Linked DNA regions of Triticum aestivum: region 1 is linked to region 2. The links are chromatin contacts, called in public Hi-C maps. All regions are on one chromosome and are shown on one strand. The core of a region is the stretch at or near the end of the contact, and the rest is flanking DNA. Distances in the headings are between cores, read along the strand shown.

Evidence for each region. Hi-C and Micro-C count contacts between places; a contact is called where the count stands out from the background.
Region 1: a Hi-C map of leaf shows a contact between it and region 2, with 6 times the contacts expected there. The contact joins the promoter of LOC123111748 here to the promoter of LOC123111747 in region 2. A contact is called at or near these places in 2 of 5 Hi-C or Micro-C datasets (both in leaf).

What each region holds. Positions count from the first base shown.
Region 1 is chr5B:339,839,648-339,846,312 of IWGSC CS RefSeq v2.1, forward strand. LOC123111748 (proton pump-interactor BIP103) reads left to right here and starts at 3,346. Exons shown (of 8, transcript XM_044532601.1): 1 at 3,346-3,583; 2 at 5,497-5,848; 3 at 6,058-6,252; 4 at 6,337-6,516; 5 at 6,614-6,665. The coding sequence starts at 5,501.
Region 2 is chr5B:339,489,738-339,496,572 of IWGSC CS RefSeq v2.1, forward strand. It overlaps LOC123111747, which reads right to left and starts at 2,377. Exons shown (of 10, transcript XM_044532599.1): 1 at 2,083-2,377; 2 at 1,161-1,186; 3 at 381-465; 4 at 93-302. The coding sequence starts at 2,169.

The DNA.
Region 1 (6,665 bases), core at 2,096-4,595, 350 kb after region 2:
TACCGAAGATGCCGGATTGTTGCAGTCGATGCCGGTGTCGTCAGACGTCCTTGGCCACGTCTTCTGCTTCTTGAAGAGCAGCTTCCAGATCCCTTTGTGCGTCGTGCTGAAGAATCGCTGCAAGGTCCGTGGCCCTTCCGGATTAAACTCCCACATTTTGAGATGCCGTCGTTGGCAGGGAAGAGCTCGGCGGATAAGCATCACCTGGATCACATCAGCAAGGATGATGTCCTTTGCTATCATGCTCTTGATGCGCTTTTGCAGCGTCGATACTTCGTCAGGTGATCCCCAGTCTAGACCCTTGTTGGTCCAGAACGTGAGCCGCAGAGGAGGTCCAGATCTGAAAGCAGGAGCAGCGGCCCACTTGGTGCCGCGGGGTTCGGTGATGTAGAACCACTCCTGCTGCCATACCTTGACAGTATCCACAAATCTCCCTTTGGGCCAGGTAACATGGTCGAGCTTGCTCACCATGGCGCCACCGCACTCGGATGTTGGCCCTCGACCATCTTCGGCTTCACATTAAAGACCTTGAGCCACAAGCCGAAGTGTGGGGGTGCGGAGGAATGCCCCACACATGACGATGAACGCCGAGATGTGGAGGAAGGAATTCGGGGCCAGATCATGGAAATCCAGCCCGTAGTAGAACATGAGACCTCAGACGAAGGGATGAAGGGCGAACCCAAGTCCTCGGAGGAAGTGGGGGATAAATACCACCCTCTTACCGGGCTCCCGGGTGGGGATGACCTGCCCCGGGGTTGGAAGCCTGTGTTTAAACTCCGCCATCAGGTACCTCGCCTCGCGTAGATCTTTGATGTCCTTCTCCATTACAGAGGAGGCCATCCACTTGCCCTGGAAACCGGATCCGGCCATTGCTGGAGAAGTTGGGGCGAAGGGAAAGTTTAGAACTTGGGCGTTGGAGCTCGGGGACGAAAAGGCAGAGGAAGAAGAAGGCGTGAGGTGAACAGATGGGTCTTTGTGCTCTTATAGAGGCAGTGAATATCAAGCGCCCCCTCATAAGCCTTAAACCTCACCTATTCCCAAGGAGACGTGCGAACGGCATGGTTGGATTACCCAAATCCGCATTGATGAGAATCCCGTGATAAGGGGACACGATCTCTGCTTTGACAAGACGTGTCAATGACCGTGCCTCGAAACGCGAAACGGGGGCTGTAAAATAGTTCAGAATAATAACAGGCCAGAACATAACGTCTCGCCGAAAAGGTTGCCCGTGGACGTGACTTATTTTGTTTTAAGTATTGTTGCTTTTATAGCTTAGGGTTGTAAGCAGGGTCAAGAAGAATCTCAAGTTGATACTCTGCCAAGGGATTTGTCCACAACTGGTACTTCACATGCCTTAGAAGTAGATTTGAATGAGAATGATACAACCCTTATGTGCAGAAGACTGCTTTGGAGTATCCGGAGAAGGAACCCGCCTTGCAATGCCGAAGACAATCTACACGCCGGATACATCGTCATTGAAGCCCAGTTCAGGGGCTACTGAGGGAGTCCTGGACTAGGGGGTCCTCGGGCATCCGGGCTATGCGATATGGGCCGGACTGATGGACCGTGAAGATACAAGACAGAAGCCCTCCCTCGTGTCCGGATGGGACTCTCCTTTGCGTGGATGGCAAGCTTGGCGTTCGGATTTTGCATCTTCCTTTCTCTGTAAACCGACTTTGTACAACCCTAGGTCCCTCCAATGTCTATATAAACCGGAGGGTTTAGCCCGTAGGGGCAGAATAATCATACATGCTAGACATCTATGGTTTAACCATTACGATCTCGAGGTAGACCAACTCTTCTAACCCCTATACTCATCAACGTCAATCAAGCAGGAAGTAGGGTATTACCTCCATTAAGAGGGCCTGAACCTGGGTAAATATCGTGTACCCTGCCTCCTGTTACCTTTGATCCTTATACGCACAGTTCGGGACCCCCTACCTGAGATCTGCCGATTTTGACACCGACAGGAGGCAACTGAGTTGTGGTTCTTCTTTCGTTGATGTCACCTCTAGAGAGATTAGGCGGTGGAGCAGTGATGACCTCGTCTACCCAAGTGGTGTTGTCCCGACGCTGGTGGCGCGGGATCGGGGCCGCAACTCGACGTTACAAGGAGGGCCAGATTGCAATATGTATTTTCTATTCAGGGTGCTTCTTATGAAGTGTTGGACCGAGGTGTAATTTTATGATGATGTTTTATGTAACCATATCATGAAGGGCAGGCAAACAAACATTACTATCCATGTCCGTGTATGTGATGTTGAAATCGTTCATCCATCCTCACACGATCAAGTGTCCTCGCCCTCCGCTCTTGCTTCGCCACCTTGACCTTGACGCAACGCCCTCCACTATCGCCTCCTACGTTCGACCAACCAATGGTGTTGAATGGAGGAGAACGGAGCCCCCCCCCCCCCCCCAATCGATGTCCTCCACGCCGTAGGCAACATCGCCACTGCCACACGTCCCGTTCAAAACTGGTAGTGATCAGCCAACACATGCACCAAAGAGCAGGTTCTTCTACTGCCCTCTAATTTTCTCCTCTTGGGTTCTATCATTCTTTAATTTGTCTTATCTTTTGTTTGAATATAAGTGTCATGTTATGCCATGATTTAGATTATTTTGATTTGTGTACTTGTTTCAAGTACCTAACTGACTTCAAGAATAGACATTTTGGGATAAAGCATGGAAGATTCAGTCAGCATGAGTGCAAGTTAGATTGATTTTATATACTCCTTTCTTGCGTTATACTTTTTCTAGTTCTTGCGAATGAAACCACTTTGAATAATTCATTGCGTTGATCGTCTTGCCGGGATGCGTGTTCTTGGCCAATTAATTTCCTTGATTGTCTTATTTGATTGCATTCGTTGCCTTGATTTTTCCGTTCCTTTAAAAGTTCACCCCGACTAACTTCTAACCTTGGATCCGCCACTGAAACGCTAAGATTTTGGTAGTTAATGTGCTATTAAAGCTCGGTTTGTGAAGGTCAAACTAAAATTTTGATTCGCTAAGAATTGTATGCTAGTAGTAATGAGTTTGGATCACAAATCAAGCGTAGCTAAAAAAGGAGACCCACTGAAATGGAGTATACAGTAATTTGAATCATTGTTCGAGAAGAAATGCAAGAGCACAAAAACGTGACACTGGATCCAGGTCGCGTTCGCTCAAACTTTATGGACGCTTCCCAACCGGCAGCCTCTATCCGATTATCCGCACAGCTGGACCCGCCACTCGCACCACGTTCCATCCAGCTGACGCACACCGCAGCGCCGCCCTGGGCTGGGTCCGTCCGTCCGTCCGTCCGTCGGATTTTTTCCCCATGCGGCCGAGCACGCCGGGTGCGAAGGGGGAAGCGCACCGGTAATTTCCCACCAATAGCAACCAGACAAAAACCGGCGAAAGAAGGAGACGAGATATAGAAGGAAAAAACCATTCCCGTATTTATAACCCCGCTTCCAGTTCTGGGCACGCAGCCCAAACCCCCCCTCCCCTCCCAAATCCCATCCAGATTTGGCCGCCCCACCGCCGCTGCCCCGCCGCCAGATCGGAGCGCGGCCCCGGTCCGATCCCGCTCCGCCCTCCCCAGGTGAGCTCCCGACCCCGCTCGGCTGCCGGCCTACTCGAACCCCGTTCGTATCTTCTCCGATCCGTGTCCTAGAGTAGGAAGCGCGCGTGATCTGATGCGCTGGTGCAAGTTGATGCGTGTTTTTTTTTTCCTTAGATTGTATCATGCTTGGTTTGGTTTTGCGATCTGCGGTGCCGGGAGCCAGGCAATGCGATGATGATGCGCGCGTGGGAATTGCCGCGGCTAGCTCCGTAGATCTAGATCACCTGGCCGCCTGAACTTGGACTGCGTGCTGGATGGAGGAGACGGGCTTGTGATCCGCGATGCCTCGTGAACCACGCCGGGTGGTGGATCCGCGATGGAGCTGGGTTCGGGGTTCGGCCGGTGCTTCCGATGCGGAATTACCTGCCCCCACGAGGAGGTCCAGCCTGCTGCGATCTGTACTATAGTGTTTTGTAGTGACGAGACTTGCAGCTGACGGCAACCTGGAGTGCCTGGTGGGTGCGTGCGGTGACTTGAGTTAGGATCACTCATTTTGACACATAGATCGGGTAACCTATAGTATTCCCCTATCGTCATGGATAGAAAGGTGCTTCACTGTTTTGGAAGAAATAGATCTATTGATGGGAAGTGAAGCATGAGCTTGTTTGATGATAATTATCCATTTTATCGCTTTAGCCTTTATGTTTCCATTTCCAGCCAATTCCGCTAGTATTGGCACCACAAATTAGCTAGGAGTAGTTATGATTTCAAGTGTACTCTTCTTATTAGCCCAGTCAAGCATTTCTCTAGTTGTATTCGCGCAAAAAAACATTTCTCTAATTGGACAATGGTTATGCTGATTGATTGCTTTCAGTTTAAATTACGTGCCAACTTGGTTTCACTAAACTGCATGTTTTCCCCACTAGAAACCAACACAACACAAATACCAAATTAACTATGTTTTCATAAAGTATTACCATAAACATACAATTCCATGCAATCCCATCATCTTGGTGTCCTGCAATGTGGTGAGTGGCCTGCATTTACCTGACCAGTTGTTTAGTGTCCAACACCACCTTGGCTACACAACGCGAGCCTTGGGTTATGACATATGCACCCAAACCCATGTGCACTTGCCTTGTAAAACTTCAACTCAACCCAGACCAAGATTGTGTTAGACAACTTTTAGAAATTTCCGACTATCACAGAAATGGCAAAACATAAAAACAACTATAACCACTGTGTCTACTGTTCGTATAATGCCCCCTCTCACTTTGCATATAAATAGTAAGTTCCTCTTCCAGACCTGTTGCCCCCAAGTTTGCAGACTCCCTATGTGAACCAAATTGGCCCCCCTTTTCTTCCTTGCAGAAAAAGCATTGAGTAGATTTGGTTGTGGTCTTTGATTCATGTTCCTGTGATGTGGTCTTTGATTAGGTCATGATTTCATAATCTGCATGCCTTGTGATTTGCGCCTCAATCTAGCCTAGGTTCAGTTATATGGTACTCCCTCCGTCCCATAATATAAGAGTGGTTTTGACACTACATTAGTGTCAAAAACGCTCTTATATTATGGAACGGAGGGAGTAGATGTTTGGATTATTTGGTTGTCTGGTTCATGGTGAGATGAAAATGCTCTGTACACGGGAGCTCTGTCTATTATGTTCTTTGTTCCTTTCCTTGGGTATAGTCTCCGTGAACTATGGTGGTGCATCTGCTACTTCTGCATCTTAGATTTTGAGTTAGTAACTTTGATGAATTATAGCAAGTAATGTTCTCCCATACATCCAGTTTTTTTTGTTCTTGTTATTGAGTTCCCGGGGAATCCATTAAACGGCTTTCCTTTTGAGGATGAGAAGGGAAAAGATAGCCGAGTAAAACTGTGCTATTTTCTGTTGGATCATAACCATGGTTGCCTGTTTTGGTAACAGTTTATGTACACCTATCTGCAGGGACATGGGAATGGAGGTCGTCGGAGCTGAAGCTGCACCAGCACAGGTTAAAGTAGCTGATGAGGAAGTGACCCTTTTTCAAGACAAGGAAAGCCAAGCAACTGCAAAGGAGCGGGAGGAAGCAGCTGTTTTTGGTTCAGACAATGGCAAAGCTGCGGCAAATGACATGGCACCTCCAAAGGACGCAGCGGAGGAGTGGCCTGAACCTAAGCAAACTTATACCTTCTACTTTGTCAAGGTCCGCTCATTTGAGGACCCTAAGCTGAGAGCAAAACTCGAGCAGGCTGAGAAGGACTTCCAAAATAAGATCCAAGCTCGGGCCAAGATTATTGATGCTATAAAAGCTAAAAAGGTATTTCTTCTTAAAACTCAACATCGAAGTAGGCCCTACCTCTTTTAGTCCTAATTCTAATTTGACTAGATGTTTCATGCTCTGAAACTTATTTAAAGTGACTCTTTGCACTATTGCTTGCCTGTATGTGTTCTTGTTGAAGTAAACCAGGGGATCAGTGTGCCTGCTTTAAGCATAGTGATGAAACTTACTTCACACTTCCTCTGCAGACTGAGCGTGCTGCTGTTCTCGCGGAGCTAAGGCCATTGAGTGCTGAGAACAGGCAGTACAATGAAGCTTTTAATGAGAAGTTGGAGGAGATGAAACCTTACAGAAACCGTTTAGGCAAGTTCCGTGATGAAAATAATGCCATGCGGGCGGAGAGTGCAGGCTTGTGCTCTTCACTCGAAGAGCTTGAGCATGAGGTATGATCAGCACTTTGATAACTCAACCCTTCTCAGTCAGTATTCTCATTTTTTGTTTGTTTATTCTCCTTCAATTCTCCCTAGATCAAGAGATTGAATCACCGCATAAGTCATGAGAGCATATCTTTAGATGAGGAGAAACGGCTGATCAAAGAAATTAAGACCCTTGAAAAAACCAGACCGAAGGTCAGTTCCAATGCTGCTAAACGAGCTAAAATGCAAGATACAGTGGTTGAAAGAGATGCCATACAGGATCAGGTGAAAGTAAGTATCCCATGCCGTGACTTCTGTCTTCTATTGTGCATTTACCTCCTGCATAAATAAATATTAGATACCATTTTGTTTGTCACTTCCCATTCAGCTCATCGGGGATGGTATAGATGGAGTAAAGAAGGAGCGACAAGCAGTCAGGT
Region 2 (6,835 bases), core at 1,127-3,626:
AAAATTATTACTAAGTAAACACATATGTACCAGATTTACTTGTTTAAGGAATTAATAAATGGGCGCAATGATAATAGAAAGTGAGAACGTACATTATCCAACAAATTATTGTGCCGGTTTGCAAAATGCTGATCGATAAATTTTTCTGCTCGAAATGATTTCTTGCAGAAGCCACAACGCCACTCATTAACATCAAAATGGATCTTATGTTGCTCTTGTTCCCGAAACATGTCATTTTCAGGACGAAGCCTGCATTTGCTTGGGAGTTCATATTTCTCCTTCTCCACAAAGGGCATCAAGTACTGCATAAAGAGAGTGTTTAACCTGCAATGTCATTATGGATGCACCAATGCAGTGAGCAATCACATTGCATGTCCTACCTCATCAACAGCTTTCCAAGCTGCACGGCTCCTTTCCCTTGAACAATGCATCTCATGTGTGTGTGGCTTTGTTTGATGAAGAATTCTGGCATCAAGTGAAAACACACAACTCTTCAGTATTGTGTCCCAAGATTCTACATAGAACATTTTAACATCCCATGAGTCGACAAGTCTGTCTATAGTGTTCCTGTGTTAAGATTATGTTATGTGGGAAATTCCTTACCGCTGGCCCACAGGGCCCAGCCAGTAGCAGGAAAAGGATGCAGCAAAGGAGCAATTAGGCCCCTTGCCTTTTGGATCAGAATAAGAGAAGTATCTGGATCATCTAGTGTGGTATAAAGTTAAGTTGGTCAAGTTTGAGTAGTTTCCTGTGTCAAGTTAACAGTCCAGTTAGTATATGAGTATGCTTAGTTTCCATATGTTAGGTATATGTCTTGCATATTACAAGGCTATGAGATCATGTACAAACAAGTTATCAATAGTTTTCCATAAATGATGACCTATACCCCTGTTATCTTATGATCTGTGCCAGTTACAGGGCCTCCTCACTGACGTCTGGTCAGCCCTTTGGTGTCTCCTGGCCACGGGTACTCCTCCTTAGAGAAGCTCTAACAGGTTATAAGTAATGAATTACTTAAGAAAGATCTGGGTAAGGACCTTATTTGTATTGCCATGGACACAGAGAGAAAAACATGAGTGACATTTCTTGTGTGACATGCCCGGAATAAAACATTCATAATTTCATCTGTAGCAACTGGTTTGCGAGCTTAAGTCTAGTACCTGGATCCAGATGCTTCATGCAATTCCTAGATCATAAAAAACAATCCAAATTAGTCAGACCAGGGAAGTCAGGTATTCACCTTAACATCAAAGACAACTAGTAAGTCTAATACGTAAACATGTGTCTTTGGGTAGGCTACGACATGCTTACACCTTTAATATCTGAATATTCGTAAAGATGATAACATCTCCAGACAAAATTTTCAGCAAAGTTTATATACATAGAACCCTAAGGGTGTAACATTTTTCTAGAAAGAATTCATGGAAGGCATAAAAATATTGCTAGTCTGGCCAGATCGAGGAAGTATGGTGACAATATGGCATTGCCAATAACTCAGATTTCATGAACATTCAGCTGAAACGTCTGGACTATGGGTATAGCCCCCATAACACCCCCCCCCCCCCCCCAAAATGCACAATAAAACTAGCTTTTGCGTTGCATAAGATTTGGACTACCCCTATTGATTTAACAAATTGTCAATTGCAAGCGTTCCACGTGTCACAGAGCAAATTCTTCATGCAAAACAAGGTTATATACGCTTTGTGTGCATAGCGTTGAGCCTCCAAACCCAAACAGTAGCAAAGATGCTTGCAAGGACCGACACAATAATCACCCGGATGATACAAAGATGGCTTGGACCTTACAGAGCAGCGTCCAGAACGAACCACATGCCTCACACTAGTGACATGGTCTGGACTCTGTAGTACGAAATACTAGGGTTCGCAGGCCGCCCACAAAACAGAACAAAGCTCTATATTTCACCCCAAAATTCCTAACTTGCTCAATTTGAGCGGTTTAAAGACTGATTTTTACACGAAAAAGGTACCCATTTGCATCGTAACAGCTGGCGAACCAAGAATTGCGCGTACAAATCCAGAATCCAGCAACAGAGGAGAGGGGGTAACAGTGATAGAGATGTACCTGAGGCGATCCGGCCACGAGAAGGCAAGAGGCCGCGAGGAAAGAGGCGAGAAGGGATGAGTGGGGGCGGTTAGCCCAGCTCCTCATCCTCGAAGCTCCTAGAATCGTCAGTCCGGCTGGATCTGCCCTCCACTCCGCGCCAGTCAAGCAGACGGGCTGAGGAGGAGCTTCTGCCTGCGGAAGGGTTCCGGCGGCGTGGACAGAGCAGAGAAATTCGATATTAACCCACACTTTACTTCTAACTTTGATGATTTGCCCCACCCCTGGGATTGACAGGTGGGGCCACGTTCACTAGCCACTGAGACAACCGGGCAAATCATCAAACCCTATGATCCAGATCCCGGGTCCGTTGTCAATACTGTGTTAAAAAAAATATCCCCGATCAAAGCATCTTCAAGCGAGATCGCCTAATTTGACCCCACTTCTTATCCTCGAATCCATACAAATTGCATCTAGCATACATAAAATGACAAGTGACTACACGTAAGGCGGTTGGCACTCCGGTCCTGATGTTTTTTATGTCAATTCCAGACATGCATTGTTGACAATTTCTAGTGACACACGGCAAGTTTCTGTCAAAAAAAATAAAGCACGAACGTTGCTATCTTCACGTCACTAAACTTGCGGTCGAAAACATTTGGAGTTGCATGTGCTCGTACCTAACGTATGGCACTTAGCAGGGTCCTACATATTTTAGTGGTTCAACATCAATCTTACATGACATATACCTTACACACATCATATTCTAGATTTTGGCTTTTATGGTTGTGCAATATGGATCAAGCTTCCGCCGCCTTTGGTTTTTCACGAATACGCAAAACTTGCGTATCTTTTTATTGATAAAAGATATTAGTGAGAGTATAAAAGGTGATACAACACATGGCACAGACACAAGAGGCGTGAACATGTTGCCCGGAGCAGAGAGACATGGGATGCTCGGCTCAAACAGAAAAAAAAACTAAATTCGCCATCCTGAGAAGTAGCCCAAACCAACAACAAGATGACCAGCTTCTCTAGATCCAGAACCGAAGATGTCGCGAGCAAACAAGACAACACCTTCAGGAAGGAGAACAACGCCGAGACGTCGTTAGCGCCTCCAAGAAGGAGGCGATTGTTCGGAAACGTAGTAGAAAACAAAAAAAATCGCGCCTACGATCACACATGATCAATAGGAGGGTGCATAACAGGTTGGGATTACGATCGTTACCGTCACCAAGTTGCAGCGGAAGAAGAACGTGTCGGTGTAGATCATACTTGGTGTCCCTCGAACGGTCGATGAACGATCCCTCGTACCGCCCATGAACGATCCCTCGAACCGAAGACCAAAAGCATGGCCTCTCCACTTGATTGCAAGCGTGTAGCCTTCACGATCCAGCGGCGCTTCACCATCCAGAGGTAATCGTCGTCGGAGAATTAGAGGGAGGAGATTAGAACCACATTGAGCTTCTAATTGTGAGGACAAGAAGATTATCCACGCTCTAATTAGTCAATTAAAACCAACTAGAACATGAACTAGAAGAACTAGAGGAGGCTCCAAAACTTGTGTGTCAAATTGGTGGAAATCCTCTAGTATATATAGGTTTGAGGGGAGAGGGAGGGCTGTCACCAAGGAGAAAGGATTCCTCCTTGGTGTGCCGGCCTTAGGGGGGAGGAGGAATCCTTCCCCCACCCCAATTCGGCCTCCCTCAAGAGAGAAAGGGGCGCCTCCCCTATTGGGCCTTAGTGGCCCAATTCCTTCTCCACCACTTGCCTTTTTGGACCCATTGATATTAAATTAAATATATAAATGTTGTAAATACCTCTAGATAATTTTATATATAATTTAACATTTCTAGAAATATTTTCCACCTATATATACCCGATACTCTCTGAAACCCTTCCGGTGACCCCGAAACGCTTTCGGATCCTCTCGGAACTATTCTGAATATTCATGAAACAATTCCACAAATATATTATCATGGCTCCCGTCCCACTAACACCCAACAGATCGTGATTGCCTTAACCTTGTGGCCTCGTAGGTTTGACAACCCATAGACATGAAGGAAACCGTTTCTTCAATAACCGGCAACAGGACCGTGGACGTCCGTATCGGTCCCTATGAGCACATGAATGATATTTGAGTGAACCTTTGGTTATCATGTGATGTTCCCTTTGCTTCACGATACTTCACAAAATCCGGGATGCATCGATATCCTCTCGAGTCATCATTATGCTTGTTATACCGAAATCCTCTTTACCAGTTTTGTTCTTCTTTCTCGTTATTGTGTTCCGGCATCCCCGTGATGAAGTCACGTGTGTCTGGCCAGATGATGATTGATGTAGTCACACTGAGAGGGCCCTAAGAAAATCTCTCCATCATTGGAGGAGCAAATCCCACTCTCGAGCTATCCGATCATTTGTCAAACTTTCCTACGAACCTATAAGCTGTCATTATGATCGCCGTGCTACTATTGAATGCAGACGATATTAACTCAACTGATAATAAACAAGATTGGGTCGATTCAATATGATCATTCTTTCAACGTCATAATCTCAATGTTGTTTTAGGACTATCGTTACACTTAACGATATTCTAAGATCCGGAAAATTTGATCACCAACAACACTTGAGCTAGTCTTAGAGGCGACACTAGGAACCTTTTATTTATCATTTATCATTCCATACATGCATATGAGTTTTCCACTGAATCGCATATTCCAGGATCATAGCAGTTATAACATAGAATATAAACTCTTAACTATGAATATGAAAATATAATAATACAAATATTATTGCCTCTAGGGCATATTTCCAACAGTCTCCCACTTGCACTAGAGTCAATAATCTAGTTAGCACTTTTAACTTTTACATCAATGGCAATCCGGTGTCCGTCCATGCTTTGCTTGTGGTATAGACTTCGCCCTATCAAAAATGACAACTTCAGATCCGTGTGTATCATTTGCATTTCAATGCATCCATCATGCTTTCACATAAATTCATAATTTATGTGAAGCAAGCTTAGTATACATTGAATCACTGGCAAGACCTTTCATTCCTTAGATTGTGCCATAGAACACTATATGAGAACATTTTTCTGTTTGCACAATCATCTAGAAACCATACTAAATTCATAAATGAACCTTTGATTCATCACCCTCTATGTTGCTTCTAAAGCGAAAATATACTTAGCCTTCTATTATAGTATTCACCACAGTAACTTACTTGGACCAATTCCAACTTACTATGCAACCATAAATCATTTAATTGAAATCGAAATTCGCTTGGAGCACCGATTGAACATTTTTGTCGATGTACTACTTGTATCAAGCATGTATTGATGTAAACTCCTTATACCAATCTCTTCATTTTCTCCGTATGCGAGAAACATGTTGTCAGTAGTCAACAACATTTCCACTATTGTCCAATGATCAATAATTTGACCTTTCTAGTAACTTTACTCACAACTTACTTGGAGTACTTGGACATATCTAGTTATTTACATACCATGGAATTAACACAAGTGTGATTGAAATCATGTATTTCACTCATTAGTATTTCAAGATACTGATTCTTGCTAAGAACTCCTTCCATCTGACTTTGACAAGAAACTCTTCTTGGCATTTTTCATACAAACTATTTAAGTACTTTGTCAATATGTATTTTGGCTAAGCCATGATTAGACACTAATATATTCATAGATTATAATTCCAAATACAAGGGCTATATTGCATCAGTACTTTATTGAAAAAATAGTTTCAATAAAGTCTTAATTTGTGTCAAGAAATGTATATAATTTCCAATCAATGTGTCATGCACACGTAGTGTTTAGAAAAATTATCATGCTCCCGCTTACTTTCTTGTAAATACAAGTATCTTTGTTTCTATCGATGAAATCATATTATTTGATTAGTTCATAAAAACAAAGATTCCAACTCCACTATGCTTGCTTCAGATCATTACTGGATCTCTTGAAGTTTGCATACTTACTAGCATCCTTTGGATCGAGAAGATTACCTTGGACTGTATCAAATATACAACCTTGGTTCTATTTCCATCTCATGGGAATCATTTTGACATCCATCTGTTATATCTCATAACTGAAATATTTAGTAATTGTGGTTTAATCCGAACTGATTATGATAAGACAATCTTGTCATAATCAACTCCTTGATCTTGTCATAAACTATTTGCAACAAGTCAAGCATTATAAAACATTTTTATCTTTGTCAATTTATAGATCCATCACTATACTTTAGAATTTAAGTCTTTCAGAGGGTCTATCAAGCTCTAAACTTGAATTATGTGTATTACTATCTCAGATTATTTTGGTGTATAGCCAATTCCGGAGTCAAGGGCCATCAACGCTTCTCTGTGTATCATAGGTTCATTGTTTGTTTCAACAATATTTCGTCTGAACACCCTGAAGGTCTGTATGAATTTTCCAACCTATATAGTTCAGTTGCATGTTCGACCAAAGTCTCTGTATCTTATGTTGAGGCTTCTGTATCATTCGCATTAAGAAATTTTAGGACTACTTCTAGCATTTCTTTTCTTTGACCTGATCACGAAGATTCTGTAATCTCGTCGAATTGCACTGTCCTCCCACTTACTCTTTTGCAGAAAATATTTCTTCAAAATTTCCGCCCTCTGTGACAAAACACTTTGCCTCGACATAGTGATAGCGGAATACCCAACCATTTGGGATAACCTACAAAGTAGCACTTATTTCAGCAAATTTGATGGCACTCTTTACAGTGTAAAAAGCAATAGCCTC